4 separate regions of the Mus musculus genome follow, and all the other regions are linked to region 2. Evidence: chromatin contacts called from public HiChIP or PLAC-seq and promoter capture Hi-C data. All regions are on one chromosome and are shown on one strand. Each heading gives the region's core, a stretch centred on a gene start, on an enhancer-like site or on the middle of the called end of the contact. The rest is flanking DNA. Distances are from core to core; before and after follow the strand shown.

Region 1 (3,397 bases), core at 848-3,347, 1.6 Mb after region 2:
TCTTGTCTAGCTGACTCCTTGTCAGGCCTTGGCTATACCACGAGTATACCAGCTCCCCTGGAACCTTCTATAGCATAGTAACATATTTGATCTTGTGAACTATGAAGTCAACATTTGCAAGTAGCTCAGTTTCAAAACACAGCAGGCCAGAGAGACACTTTGTAAAAGCTAATCGATTTGCATTTAGGCATATGATGTTCCCTGAAGCAACTACTTTTTTTTTTCTATCTTCTTAGTGGTTAGGTTTCGCATCTGCTGCTGCGGATAGCTTTAGCAGCCTCGGCAGAGGAGCTACCCTCAGTGGAAGAACTGCTGCTGTCTGGACAAGCATTCAAAGCCAATTGCCAGGGAAGCAGCAGCAGCAGCCAGCCTGCAGGAGCCAGGCCATAGAACTCAGACATTGTGTCCCAGAATTCCAGCTACTCCTCCACATTTCAGCTTCATAAACAGGATACTTGGCATTTCTTTGCCCATATGCAAAATGGGTGTGATAATCCCACTTCCCTCTTTCTTCCAAGAATCATTGGGTGAGATGAAATAAACAACAGGCAAAGAGTTTAGTACCACTCAGCCAGAGGTCCTTATTGCCCTCTGTCATTCTTTGGGGGGGGGGGGGGCAGTCACCATGACTTTATCGGAGGTCTGGCTTCTTACCAATTGCCCCAGTTAGTTCTCCAGGACCCAGCAAATGCACCCCCTTGTCTGTGCCCCCCTTCCCTCACATAAACACACACACGCACACACACACACACACACACACACTCCAAGTCCTGGCCTAGCCTCCTACAGCTTCCAGCTGCAGCCATCCCCGCCCCCTTCCTGGTCCTCAGCACAGAAAAGCCTTTCTTAATACTTGTTGATTGATTTGCAAATATAACCTCATAGGCCCCAAAGAGGGAAGCAACAAAATCACAAAGACAGTCAAAAATCTCTTTTAACAGGCAAAAAACTAAAAGCACTTTTAAAAAGTATTCATATGAACAGACCAAAGCCTCAAGGAAATACATCAATATGTCAAAAGGGTTAGCTCTGATGGGGTACACATTATTACTATAGTAGCTCCTGTATTCTTGGTTTGGGGTGTCGTTTTGAAGCTCTATACAGTGGAGCAGAAGGCACAACTCAAGAAACAAAATTTGGAGTGGGCTGTGACAAAGCCGAGGGCGTTCCAATCAGTTGTGGTCACCCTAGATAGTGCGGTCTGCTGGCCCCAAGCCCTGGAGGGAACTTTTTGTGTTCAGTCACGCTAGAGAGTCGGGATCACCTGCTGGCACCGGCCAGAATGCCAGTTGGGGAAGGAAGGGGTTCGGGGTCTCTTTTTGCGGCATAGACTCTCAAATCGATCCAAGCAAACGTCCCCAGGGGCAGAACACAGAACTACACAGAAACCCCGGGGCCCAGGACCCTCCCTCCTACTTGTCAGCTACAGTGCCCGCGTGCCAGGAGACACGTGCCACAGGTGGCCCCCAGGCCTGTGCCTGCACTCGTACTCCTCCGAATAGTGGGAAAAGGCGGGATGAGACCCCTGGCTCCCAAGCAACCGAAAGGAAAGGAAAAGAGGCACACAGCTCACTTGCCTGGAAAAGGCGGGAGTAAAGTCCTGAGAAGTCTCATTGCAGCCCCAAGCGGCTCCTCCGTCTTCTCTTCCCTAACTGTCTCAGGGAGCAAAGTCCGCAGGGCCGGGGCGGCGATAGTGTGGTTCCGCCCCCGCCCTCCTAGCTAGGCGCCGGGCGCCGCGACCAGGACCCTGCCGGCCCCGGAGCTCCGGCCCGCGTCGGCCCGAGGACCTGGCTGAGCCCCAGACTCCCGATCGCCGCAGACCCCCTGGTCGTCCTCAGTCCTGGATCCCAAGCGCCCTTCCCGGGTGCCCCCGCGCCTTGTCCCTACACCCTCAACTGTCTCCGCGCCCAGGTTTGGTGTCTGCTCGGCTGCAACCCAGTTCCAAGACCCCGAACGCCCAGGCTCTGGAACCTGAGCGGGGGCCCCAAACAAAGAGTGTGGCGGCGTGTGGCTGCCCCTGCCCTGCTCCCGACCCTGGTACCTGGGCGAACCCGCAGCGCGGTCCGGCGGGGCGATGGCCGAAGCGAAGCTGGGCTCCGAGCTGCTCGCGGGCGGGCCCGTCCTCCTGGCTGGCCGCCCGCGCCCGCGGCAGGGCCCCCTCGAGGCGGCTCCGGCAATCGCTACGGACCGCCCGCGCACCGGAGCCCTGCCGGTCACCTGGTCTCATCTTCCTAACAATGTCCTGCGTTTCCAGGTGCTGGACACCCGCCCCCCGCACTCACCCCCTCGGGTTCCTGACCCAAGGGATGAGCTCTTTAAAATACCCTCCCACTTCGCTGGCCTCCCTAAATACCTCGGGGGCCCCAGTATTCTATAGGCTCAACAGTTCCATGTCTACGTAAGTGCACCTGGGGAGGGAGGTTCGAGTCCCATTCCTGCAAAACCAGTTTATTGTTTCATCCAGTGTGTCTAAGTGCTGTTTCTGCCAGGAGGAAGTCCTACAATACCCTCCAGTGACTTATTATCCCGTGGGGCTCTACGTGTATCAAGCAGCAGTCTCTAAGACAGCCCAGGATGCTCCAACAGCCCCTTCAACATCCAGAATTCACCAGGCAGGAGGAGATGATGGTGCTGGGTAGAAGTCCCTTGACTTCTTAAAGTGAACCTAGCAGGAGAGAATACGGTTGAGGCTGGCAGGAACACAGGAGAAAGAAGATCTCCTGAACAGCCTTTCTCAGATGAGGACAGAGCAAGATTTCTTAAGAGATCCCCAAGATTCGGATAGCTGGGCCTCTGTGTCCATTTTCTCATTGCGATCTCCAGGGAATGATGGCATGCCATTGCATGGTCTTTCAAACACGTCTGCATAAATGAGATGGAATTTCCATCAGTTTCTAGTGGACACCAGCAGCCCTTAATATCTCTGATTCCACTCCGGGAAAACACTCCAGGTAGCTTTAAAAGAGGGTAGAAATTGTATCTATCTGCTCGGTGCAGCCACTGTCTGAGGTTACCAAAACCTGTTCAATTCTTGCCATATTGTGCCTTCAAGAAAAAGCCAGGCTTGCCAGGAATGGTGGAGAAGCTGAGCTAGGAAAGTAATATCTGGTGGATCTGTTTACAGCGCAGCCTTCACAAACACTGAGGTGAGGCCCTGGATCCTAGGCCAGGCTAGAGGCCGGGCCACACCCTGTTTCCTCTCCCCCAGGTTTGGGAAGGCTATGCCTATCTCTGAGAAATGGAGACATTGGGAGAAGGAGATGTTGCCTGAGGCAAAAGCTTCCCCAGGCCCTGAGCCCCAGGCCCTAAGGAATGAAACAAGCATTTCCCTAGCCTCTGGGAGTCCCACGGGTCATGGGTGAGGAACAGGATGCTTGTAAAGGAGCCTTTAGAGGGG
Region 2 (3,419 bases), core at 278-2,777:
GTAGAAAAAGCACACAACATCAAGTAACAAGTGACTCTATGCCTAATGTGGAGAGTTGAGAATCTTGCAGACTTGATAGTATTTAGAGACAATTGGGAATCAGGTGATGACAAGGATGCTTTTTCAAGGCAGTGCCCTAAGGATGGGGCCAGACCATCTTCTCAGCATCAGCTGACGCTCTCCGTGGGTTTCTGCCAAAAGAACACGGAGAGAGAAATGACCAGAAAATGAGGCTGCAGAGCAGTAGGTGTGAACCTTCATGGAAGGAGCAGGGACTGGGGTGAAAACAGTTAGCTTGGGTGCTGACTGGGGCCAGGCAGGCTCTGAGCTGGGAGTGTCTTACAGCGGGAGTCCGCTCCAAGAACAGGGATTAACTGGTTTTCAAGTGGTTCCAGCAAACCTTCAGTATGAACTGTTGGAGATGTTGAGTAGGAAGATTTTTGTAAAAACGACAAGTTCATGTGGCTCAAACTAATTCTAGAGAAAATCTCAAATCCTAATTCCTGTACCTATATAATGTGTGGGGGGGGGGGCACAGGCTCTTACCCTGGGAATTCTCAGGGTCTTCTAAAACAGTCTGGTCAGGATGGACTGAAAGTGAAAATTTGGAAGCGGGGCCTCTAGTAGGAAGAACAGCATATGGGCTGCAAAATTTTGTGAGAGACAGTTCCTGGTGCACCCGTGGGATCCAGAGGTGGCACAAGCTCCTGGCATCTGTTCTACTCTCAGGGTCCTCTGGGACTCTCTCTAAAGGAGAACAGGGGAGCGATCTCAGGGGGCCATCCTGAGTGAGCACCGAATGAAATTCTGTCCGGTCCCTTCCCTTAGTGAATGGACATCACCAAGATCCGCAACTGAGGCGAATCTGTCCCTGCCACTTGTTCAGCTGGAAGTAAACGTCTCGCCATCATTTGCATGGCCAGCTCCTATTTAAGGAGAGAGCCGCGCTATTTTATCTCTCCTTTCAGCCCTCCCTCACCCATCCCTGCACCTAGACCTCACAGCTTCCTTGGACATTGCAGGGCTTTATTCTTGCTCAGGTCAATAGGCAAAGCTTTCACTACCCACCCAGGTGGTGGGCAAATCAGTCACTTAAAGCGCCTTGCATGTGTGACCTGGGATTCTCGGGGTTTCTCGGTGGGCACTGAGTGAGGGGTCCTCTTGGGAGCTGAGTGAGGGCTCCTCTTGGGTGACCTGGTTCTGCTTGCGGAGGGGATACAAATCTAACAGAGCTGTTCCTCCCTCTACTGGGAATTTCTGCGTTTTTTAAACGCCTCCGAAGACTCATAGAGGGGTGGGCTCCACTGTACATAGGAGGGGAAACCGAGGCTCAAAGAGTCAGGAGTGGTGCCCAAGGTCACGTGGCCCCTTGGGCGTGCGGGATCCCGGGCGCTGAGTTGGGCGCGGACTCTGTCCGCCCAGGATCGGGGCTCTTGGGGCTCGCCTGTCGCAGCACGGTCGCCGCAGAGGACCACTGCCGGGGCGCGGGCGGGCGCCAGTGCGCAGGCGCGGCGGGCGGGAGGGGACGCGCTCGGGGCGCGCGCGCTGGGCAGCCGGCGCCCCAACTCCGCCCGCCCCGCGCCCCGGCGCCTCGCCGCCCGCCGCCCGCCCGCCCCGGGGCCGCCGGCCGGCGCCCCGGCGCCCCGGGCCGGCGAGGGGCGCGCCCGTGGCCGCGGCCGCTGCATGGCGCTGAGATGGCGGGGGCGCCGCGCGGCCAAGGCGGCGGCGGAGGCGCGGGCGAGCCCGGGGGCGCAGAGCGGGCGGCCGGGCCGGGCGGCCGGCGTGGGTTCCGGGCGTGTGGCGAGGAGTTCGCGTGCCCCGAGCTGGAGGCGCTGTTCCGCGGCTACACGTTGCGGCTGGAGCAGGCGGCCACGCTGAAAGCGCTGGCTGTGCTCAGCCTACTGGCGGGCGCCCTGGCGCTGGCTGAGCTGCTGGGCGCACCGGGGCCAGCGCCGGGCCTCGCCAAGGGGTCGCACCCAGTGCACTGCATCCTTTTCCTGGCGCTGTTCGTGGTCACCAATGTCCGATCCCTGCAGGTGTCCCAGCTGCAGCAGGTCGGTCAGCTGGCGCTGTTCTTCAGCCTCACCTTCGCGCTACTCTGCTGCCCCTTCGCGCTGGGCGGCCCCGCGAGGAGCTCTGCAGGAGGCGCAATGGGCTCGACGGTCGCCGAGCAGGGGGTTTGGCAACTCCTTTTGGTCACCTTCGTGTCCTATGCCTTGCTGCCCGTGCGCAGCCTACTGGCCATCGGCTTCGGGCTGGTGGTGGCTGCCTCGCACTTACTGGTCACAGCCGCCTTGGTCCCTGCCAAGCGCCCACGTCTCTGGAGGACGGTAAGTGGCACCACGAGTCCCCCATTGGGTTGGAGACACATCTGCCAGCAGCACTGGAGGTGGCAGGAGTTTAACGTTCTTCCTATGGAGAAGGTGGGGAAACTGAGGTTCTGAAGGTGGGACAGGTGTTCAAGGTCAACAGCAAACTGAGGATGCAGTGGAGGAGCTAGCACCCTCCACCCGGTGTTTCTTACGAGATAAGAGTCCCTAGCGTCTTTAGGGTGGAGACGAGAGACTGGTGTGTGGTGGTGGTGGTGGTGGTGACAGGCCCAAGGTCAGGCAGTAGGGTACCGAGCTCAAGTGGGGGACCCAAGCCTGATCCACCGCGCCGGGTTGTACCCGTGTCCCTCAGTAGAGGTACTGAAAAGTGGGAGGGTGCGCGGTCTCCAGGCCAGGCTTCTAGGCTGGCAGAGCGCGCAGCCCCTGGGTTCCTCTCCAGCTCGCCTGGAGCGCATCTGGGGCTCGCTTCTCAATTTCGCGGACCCGAGGGAGCAGTTAGTGGGAAGGGAAGCACTTTGAACCCCACCAGTATCGCTAACCACCCCGGTGTGAATCCGAATTCTGCCCTGAAGGAGAGGAGTTTGCCAAGGTCACACATAGTCTGGTCTCCACAGCTTCTGCTCCCAGTCCTAACCCTGGCTCCATGGAGCCTGAACTTTGTCTCTTTCAACTTGGGTGGGCGAGGGGGCTGCCGGGCCAAGGGCATAGGACTTGACTCCTCCTGGGGATTCTCCTGGACCCCAGAGGTTCCCGTTCCCCATACCACCGCACCCAAGCAGGTGGAGGTGAACCTGGAGGCTGTTCCCAGGAGTTTGGGACCTTCCCCTTCGCTGGCCCTGCCCAGGCGTGGCATCTGAGGGAGGGGTTTGTTCCAGGGCTAGCAGTGGGAGGGAGACGAGAGACAGAAAGGTGGGAGAGTCCATCTAAGGAAAGAAGGTAGCTTCTTCGAGCATATGGGAAGTTGTGGGGGGCTGGGCTAGGCACAGAATCCAAACTGGGGGGACACTAACTGGTGTTTTTGAGAGAGGTGACTGTCAGTCAGCTGTACCTGCTGCCTGTAAGACCAACACAAACACCCAGACTCTGATG
Region 3 (3,100 bases), core at 549-3,048, 1.8 Mb after region 2:
GGTGCTTAAGGTTACCATTAGCTACTTTTCTAAATTCTCTCACTGCCTCTTTATTTGTTTGTTTTTCTTTCTTTCTTTTGTGGGACCTTCCCAGACTTTTACTAATGACATCTACATAAAGAGTTAGCTTTGTCCCATTCTGAGCCTGTTGTCTCTAGCTGTGTTTTTGGTTGTCCACCTTGGTGTGGACACTGCTTGTGGCACTCTTAGCATGAGGATTTGGCCCAGGAGCTGGGTTTCTCAAGGTTGATTTGCTCAGCTCGGCAAGCTCTGTGGACATCAGCTACCCAGTGTTCCAGACGTTACACAGGCCTGTGAACTGGGGTTGCGTGGCAGCGCAGTCCCTGGTGTGACCCCTCTCAGTAGCTCCAGATCCACCCTGTTCTCAGACACCTAGACATCTACAGTCCCCTCATGTCCTGGTCTTGAGCAGGGCAAGTGGGTACTGCAGGGCACTGGCTACACAGTGCTTAGTGTACCCATGTGACTTCAAGGTGTGTGTGTGTGTGTGTGTGTGTGTGTGTGTGACTTAGGTCTGCCATTCATGTTTTTGGTGGGTTTGGTTCCTTGTTTTTATGGGCAGCCTGAACAAATGTAAAAGTCTTTGTCAGTGTTTTATCTTTTCAGAATTCCTTTTTCACTCACTTTACATTTGACATTGGAATAATGCCATGGTTCTCTTCTTTGGAGAAGAACCTGTCTCAGGACCTGTTCTTTACATAAGAGAGCTGAGTACGTGTGGGGGATGAGGAAGGGTTTTTAAGAGAGACAATAAACTGGAGGGGACACTGCATACTTTAATGACATCACTGTGGGAAAAACATCTGGAGCTTCTAGATTCTTGATGGATTCAGGAAGCCTAGAACCTGGAACTCGGAACTGGGAGACATGCATGGACTGGTCCTTGCAGAGGGTTCCTCCAGGAACTGCTTCCAGTATCTACCACAGATGGGCAGGGGAATGGGTACCACTGACAAAGAAGCCTGACTGAAGTCAAGTTTGGAGATGGTTGTCTCAGTATCATAGTTACTAACTTTGATGCTTTATCTAAATATTTGAAGTGGACTTTGAGTTGATCTCCAGAACATGTCTGTGTAAACTGTACTGTTGACTTATTTTAGAATACTGGTCCCTGGGCTCATTCAATGCCTATGGAGAGGTACACCAGTTGCTCTTGGACTTTCATAGCCCTGTGTAGCCAGCTGGAGGAGCACAATTCGGGGTCTGGTGTTGGGCACAGTGTGATGTATGTGAGTCTGTGTGGCTGATGGAGTTGAGGTCAGAGCTCTGGGCCATGGATATAACCAGAACACTTTCCTTCCTTAAATGCAGTGTCTCTGTCCCTCACCCTCTGGCACGGGCTGAGACATGGGAAAGGATTTTCCCAAGTGCAGGATCTCTTATCATTCCCTCTAAAAAGAAGACAGGGCCAGAGGAAGACCATTGTATTCTGGCCTTCACCTACCTCAGGGCTGCCTGCATGATGCTCTCTCTCCTCAGTCTCTCCCCGGTCACTCTGAGCTTAGCCTTGGATGGTGTCTGAGCCCAGCGCAGGTGGCGTTCTCGTTGTCGGGTAGCCAAGACCTGTGACAGAAGGGGGGCACCATCATACTGGGGTCAGCATTGGAGAAAGAGAGGCTTTTGGTGTCCCTGCCAATCCAAGAGCTGTCATCATTGCTCTCTGCATTGCATTCAGGGGGACAAAGAGGGACTTTGTGTAGTTAACACACACTGTGTTGTTGGGGAGGCGATGCGAGATGAAGTAGACCCATTTGAAAACTCTGCTCATGTCCCAGGCCAGCTCTTTTGGCAAGGACTTCATCTGGGCCTTTAGAAAGCACAGCTACACAGGAGAGACACGTTCACTGCTGCCCAGTCACAGGGGCAATTGCCTTTGGTATTTGCATACTGCTTTCTGTTAGAGACCTTCAAAGACTGGAAAACTGAGTTTAAAGCAGCTTGTTTTAGCATGAATGATCTTTGTTTTGTTTGCCTTGTGTAATAAAAGCACCATTGCTTCCATGTTGTAGCGACGTGTGTTCATGGGCAGGACTAACTGTAGCTAAGAGGCAAACCCATGGGAAATAGTCACCCATTCATTTCTCACTCATCTGCTTAGCCATTCTAGGCACGTTCAGAGAGCAGCCCCTGGGCCCCTCAGTCCTTCCTCACAAAGCTGCTGGGCTTCTAAGAAATACAGAGCAAAAGCTGTGAAGTGAAGCTTGGTGGTCGTGGTTCAGATATGTCCTATGTGCTGAGGACTGCAAGTATGGCCGAGTGCCTGGGAGACTCAGCAGGTAGAGCATCAGGACTTTAAGGTGATGGCAGACACAGGGTTGGAGAGTTGATCCTGATGAGGATGGAGCTCCTCAAAGGCTTCTTGGTTCTGAGGCTAGGACTACCCTGTGGCCTCAGGGTTGGACCCAGTTGTCTGGGCTACCAGAGCAAGAAAGAGCCTTGGAGGAAGGCAGCCTGCCGGTGTGTAGAGAATTGGTGGTGAAGGATGGAGTCAAGAAGGCAGGAAACAGTGGGCCTATGGTTGGGATGTGGAGACTGCTAGGTCCGTGTGGAAGTAAGGGAAGAGAGAGGGTGTACATTTCCTATGAAAAGCAAATGATTTAGAAGTTCTGAAACTGTGGTCAGAAATTAGAATTTTCATTAGCCTCTAGAGTTTCTTTTTCTTTTTTTATAATTTTAAAAAATTGTAAAATAAAATAAATACTCCTATTTATTTATATATTTATTTAATGTGTATTGGTATTTTGCCTATGTGCATATTCGTGTGAGGGTATCAGATTCTCCTGGTACTGAAGTTACAGATGGCTGTGAGCTGCCATGTAGGTTTTGGGAATTACACCACAGACCTCTGGAAGAGCCATCAGTTCCCTTAACTGCTGAGCCATCTCTCCAGGTATTACCTCTACATTTTCAAGTGTATTCATTTCCTTGTGGTTCTGATTTCACTGGGATTGGGGTAAATGTAAGGAAAGAAGCTTAAGAAATTCACACACACACACACACACACACACACACACACACACACACAGAGTGGGGCTCCAAAAGCACAGCCAAATTTGAACTAAGGTCTGAATCCCCATCT
Region 4 (3,042 bases), core at 446-2,945, 1.2 Mb after region 2:
AAAGAGAGAGAAAGACAAGGCTGGGGTCTCACTGTCCCTCAAAGGCACAACCCCAACCCCTTCTACTATGTCCCCTTAAAGTCACTGTCACCTCCAAAATATGCCAGAAACCTTTAAAACATGGGCCTTTTGGGAGATATTTAAGACCCAAATAAAAATGACAAGACTGTGGAAGTATAGAAATATAGTTTACTGATTACTAAAGCCTATATCTGAGAACTGACAAAATAGCTCTACTAGAGAAATACAGTTTTTCAACTTCACTATTGTTATTTTTATGAATGTTGTCTTCCTTTTTGGTGGCAATGGAAACAGAGTCTTCAAAAGAAATCTACAAAGAAGATCCCAGGCTCAGTGCTTCCTGTGAGTTGGACACTCGATAGCAGCAAAGGGTAAAATGCAGCCTAATGCCTCCCATTCCATCTGCTCAGTGGAGTTCACACACCCCAGTGGTGAGGGAAGACACAGAGCAATACTTTTGATGGCAATAGGGACACAGTCTTCAAGAGAAATCTGCAAAGAAGAGCCCCAAATAACATTGAAGAAAATTCAGGTTAACTGATATACACAACTCAATACTGAATATGGAAAATAAGGACATCTGACTGCTCCAAGGGCTCGTCACACTGCAGTAACCACACCCAAAGATATTGAAACAGGTGAGATGCCAGACAATGACTTCAAAAGACCAATTTTTAAAATGATCAGTGACTTCAAACCAGTTACATATAAATAGCTGAGTAAATTATAGAAGATGATATGACAGAGTGAGAGGGTCAACAAAGAGACTGAGATTCTGAAATGGAGCCAAGCAGAAAGCTTAGCAATGTGAAGCTTGGTTAGACAAGAAACACTCAGGGGAACTCAGCAATAGGATCAAGTGAAATAAAGTATATGAGAACCTGATATTATACTTCTAACATTTACTTAATGGGTGTGCTCCTGTGTACATGTGTGCATGCACATGCCATGTTGTACATCTAGAGGTCAGGGAAAATTTGGACGATTCAGTTCTTTTCTTTTACCATATGTTTTCCAGGGTTACAACTCAGGGCTTCAAGCGCCTTTACCTGCTGAGTCATCTCACTGGCTCTACTTCTATTAAAAATGAATCTGTCATCTATCTGTCATCTCTGTATCTATCATCTGTCAATATGCATCTATCTACAATAGATATATAAGTAGATATAAAAATACTCGAGCTTAATAGCAGAGTTATGAAAACACAAAATTAAAATAATAGTTTGACATTGGCTTTGCTATCCCCGACCTCATCCTTTACATGTGAGCACCTTTTAGCAAATGTGCATGGTATTTGCATATGAAAACCACAGAGTAGCTATTAAAAGCAATGAAAATACTCCAGATGCTACATAGCCCCACTCACATCCGATCAGCAATAAAATTCTTGGAACTCAACAATTTTGATCTGTCTTATAACAGCTCATTGGAAACCGGGGGGGAAATACAACCAGTAAAAGGGATGGAAAGAATTTTTCCCTCAGGAATTTAAAATCTTGACTCAGATTTTGTAGAACGGTTAATTAGAATTAAAATTCACAAGGTCAGAGTGTAAGAATAATAGCTCTCCTCCAAGAACAAACCATGTGACGTTTTACTCAGTCCTGAATGGCCTGAGACTAGCTGAATAGTTTCAGCTGCCTGAAAATCCAGACCTGCTCTTGGCAAATGTGTTGGCACCCCAAGTCCAAGGACACAGGCCCTATAGGGGAAGTAATATGATCCCCTGGCATGGTGCTTTATCCACATCCACCTAGCCCATCTGCATCTCCATGACAACCAGGGCTGTGAATCCCAGGGAAGAATTCAGGCCTGGGAGTCTTATAGACTGAAAGTTGAAGCCAGCTGCGCCAGATTCCTGCTCTCTGATATTTAGCTATTTATTTACATTCTCTCAGTTATGAAGAATAAACTAATCCATAGGAAGCACAGGATCCAGTGAGCTCATGTTAAAGCTCAGGAAACATCATTATTTATTTTTATGTTTTAATTTCTTTGGGAAGCAAAAATGCTTACTGTAGGACATGTGGATTTATCATTCAAGAAAAATATAAGTAAATCTTAATAAAATTTAAAAGGTCATAGTTACAGAAGTTAAAGGGCAGAAATAACCCAAGTATATATTTTCCAATAACAATTACAAAACTATGCAAGATCCTTGCAATGCTGTATAACCCCACCATAAAAGTCAACACTGCTACATGTTAACACATGGATGAGTCTCAAAAGTATTATACGAAGTGAAAGGACTTGGACGCCAAAAGTAATTATTGAATATCACAGTTATATTAAATATTCAGGAGATGCTAACTTTTGAAAAATATGAAGATGATTAGTCATCATTGGTTTCTAAAGATACACAGAGTAGGTATCAGGCATTTAATATAAAAATGGGGTTTCTCTTGCAGGAAAGAAAAGCTAAATGAGTCAGATGGTGATATCATGAAAGTAATTAATGCCACAGTAAAAAGTACTGAAATAAATAGGACTAGATAATTTCACTTCAGTTTTGTAAGTTTCAAACTCTTCACACCAAAACACCACTCAGAAAATCAAGCATGAAAAAAAAAATTGTGGAGTAAATCTATATGTATGTAGCATGATATAGATATGACTTCTATTTTAAAGTCTTGCTAAAATTTTCATGCAGACAATTCAAATGTAGAACATAAAATCATCAAAAAGTACACTTAAGGATTGGTTAAATAATCAATTTAATCGCCTTGAAATCATAATCAAATAGGGAACAAAATACCCATGGAGGGAGTTACAGAGACAAAGTTTGGAGCTGAGATGGAAGGATGGACCATCCAGAGACTGCCCCACCCAGGGATCTATCCCATAATTGGGCACCAAATGTGGACACTATTGCATATGCCAGAAAGATTTTACTGACAGAACCCTGATATAGCTCTCTCTTGTGAGGCTATGCCAGTGCCTGGCAAATACAGAAGTGGATGCTCACAGTCATCTATTGGATGGAACACAGGGCCCCCAATGGAGGAGCTAGAGAAATTATCC

What was found. Promoter capture Hi-C pulls out the DNA fragments that hold promoters and counts their contacts. HiChIP or PLAC-seq counts read pairs in DNA pulled down with a chosen protein or histone mark.
Region 1: a contact with region 2 is called in a promoter capture Hi-C map of embryonic stem cells, with 6 times the contacts expected there. The contact joins the promoter of Tns3 here to the promoter of Adcy1 in region 2. A contact is called at or near these places in 2 of 39 promoter capture datasets (embryonic stem cells and liver) and 3 of 115 datasets of contacts at active chromatin or transcription factors (embryonic midbrain, embryonic stem cells and stem cell-derived neural progenitor cells).
Region 3: an H3K4me3 HiChIP or PLAC-seq map of embryonic forebrain shows a contact between it and region 2, with 6 times the contacts expected there. The contact joins the enhancer-like site here to the promoter of Adcy1 in region 2. A contact is called at or near these places in 3 of 39 promoter capture datasets (liver and stem cell-derived epiblast-like cells) and 3 of 115 datasets of contacts at active chromatin or transcription factors (astrocytes, embryonic forebrain and embryonic stem cells).
Region 4: a promoter capture Hi-C map of second pharyngeal arch cranial neural crest shows a contact between it and region 2. The contact joins the enhancer-like site here to the promoter of Adcy1 in region 2. A contact is called at or near these places in 4 of 39 promoter capture datasets (embryonic stem cells, liver, pre-B cells and 1 more) and 1 of 115 datasets of contacts at active chromatin or transcription factors (stem cell-derived neural progenitor cells).

The regions. Positions count from the first base shown.
Region 1 is chr11:8,662,438-8,665,834 of GRCm38.p6, forward strand. Tns3 (tensin 3) reads right to left here and starts at 2,098. Exons shown (of 31, transcript NM_001083587.1): 1 at 2,042-2,098.
Region 2 is chr11:7,061,906-7,065,324 of GRCm38.p6, forward strand. It overlaps Adcy1 (adenylate cyclase 1), which reads left to right and starts at 1,528. Exons shown (of 20, transcript NM_009622.2): 1 at 1,528-2,330. The coding sequence starts at 1,695.
Region 3 is chr11:8,862,338-8,865,437 of GRCm38.p6, forward strand. It overlaps Pkd1l1 (polycystic kidney disease protein 1-like 1), which reads right to left. Exons shown (of 52, transcript XM_017314870.1): 40 at 1,466-1,584. Among named protein-coding and RNA genes, the nearest start is that of Gm40814, 57 kb to the right of the region's middle. Within about 2 kb of position 1,799, at least 47 of the 459 cell types and tissues checked have an H3K27ac peak or open chromatin away from gene starts, as enhancers often do. A contact at or near this core is called in embryonic forebrain, where this site is marked.
Region 4 is chr11:8,292,121-8,295,162 of GRCm38.p6, forward strand. No RefSeq gene overlaps it. Among named protein-coding and RNA genes, the nearest start is that of Tns3, 370 kb to the right of the region's middle. Within about 2 kb of position 1,696, at least 15 of the 459 cell types and tissues checked have an H3K27ac peak or open chromatin away from gene starts, as enhancers often do. A contact at or near this core is called in second pharyngeal arch cranial neural crest and stem cell-derived neural progenitor cells, where this site is marked.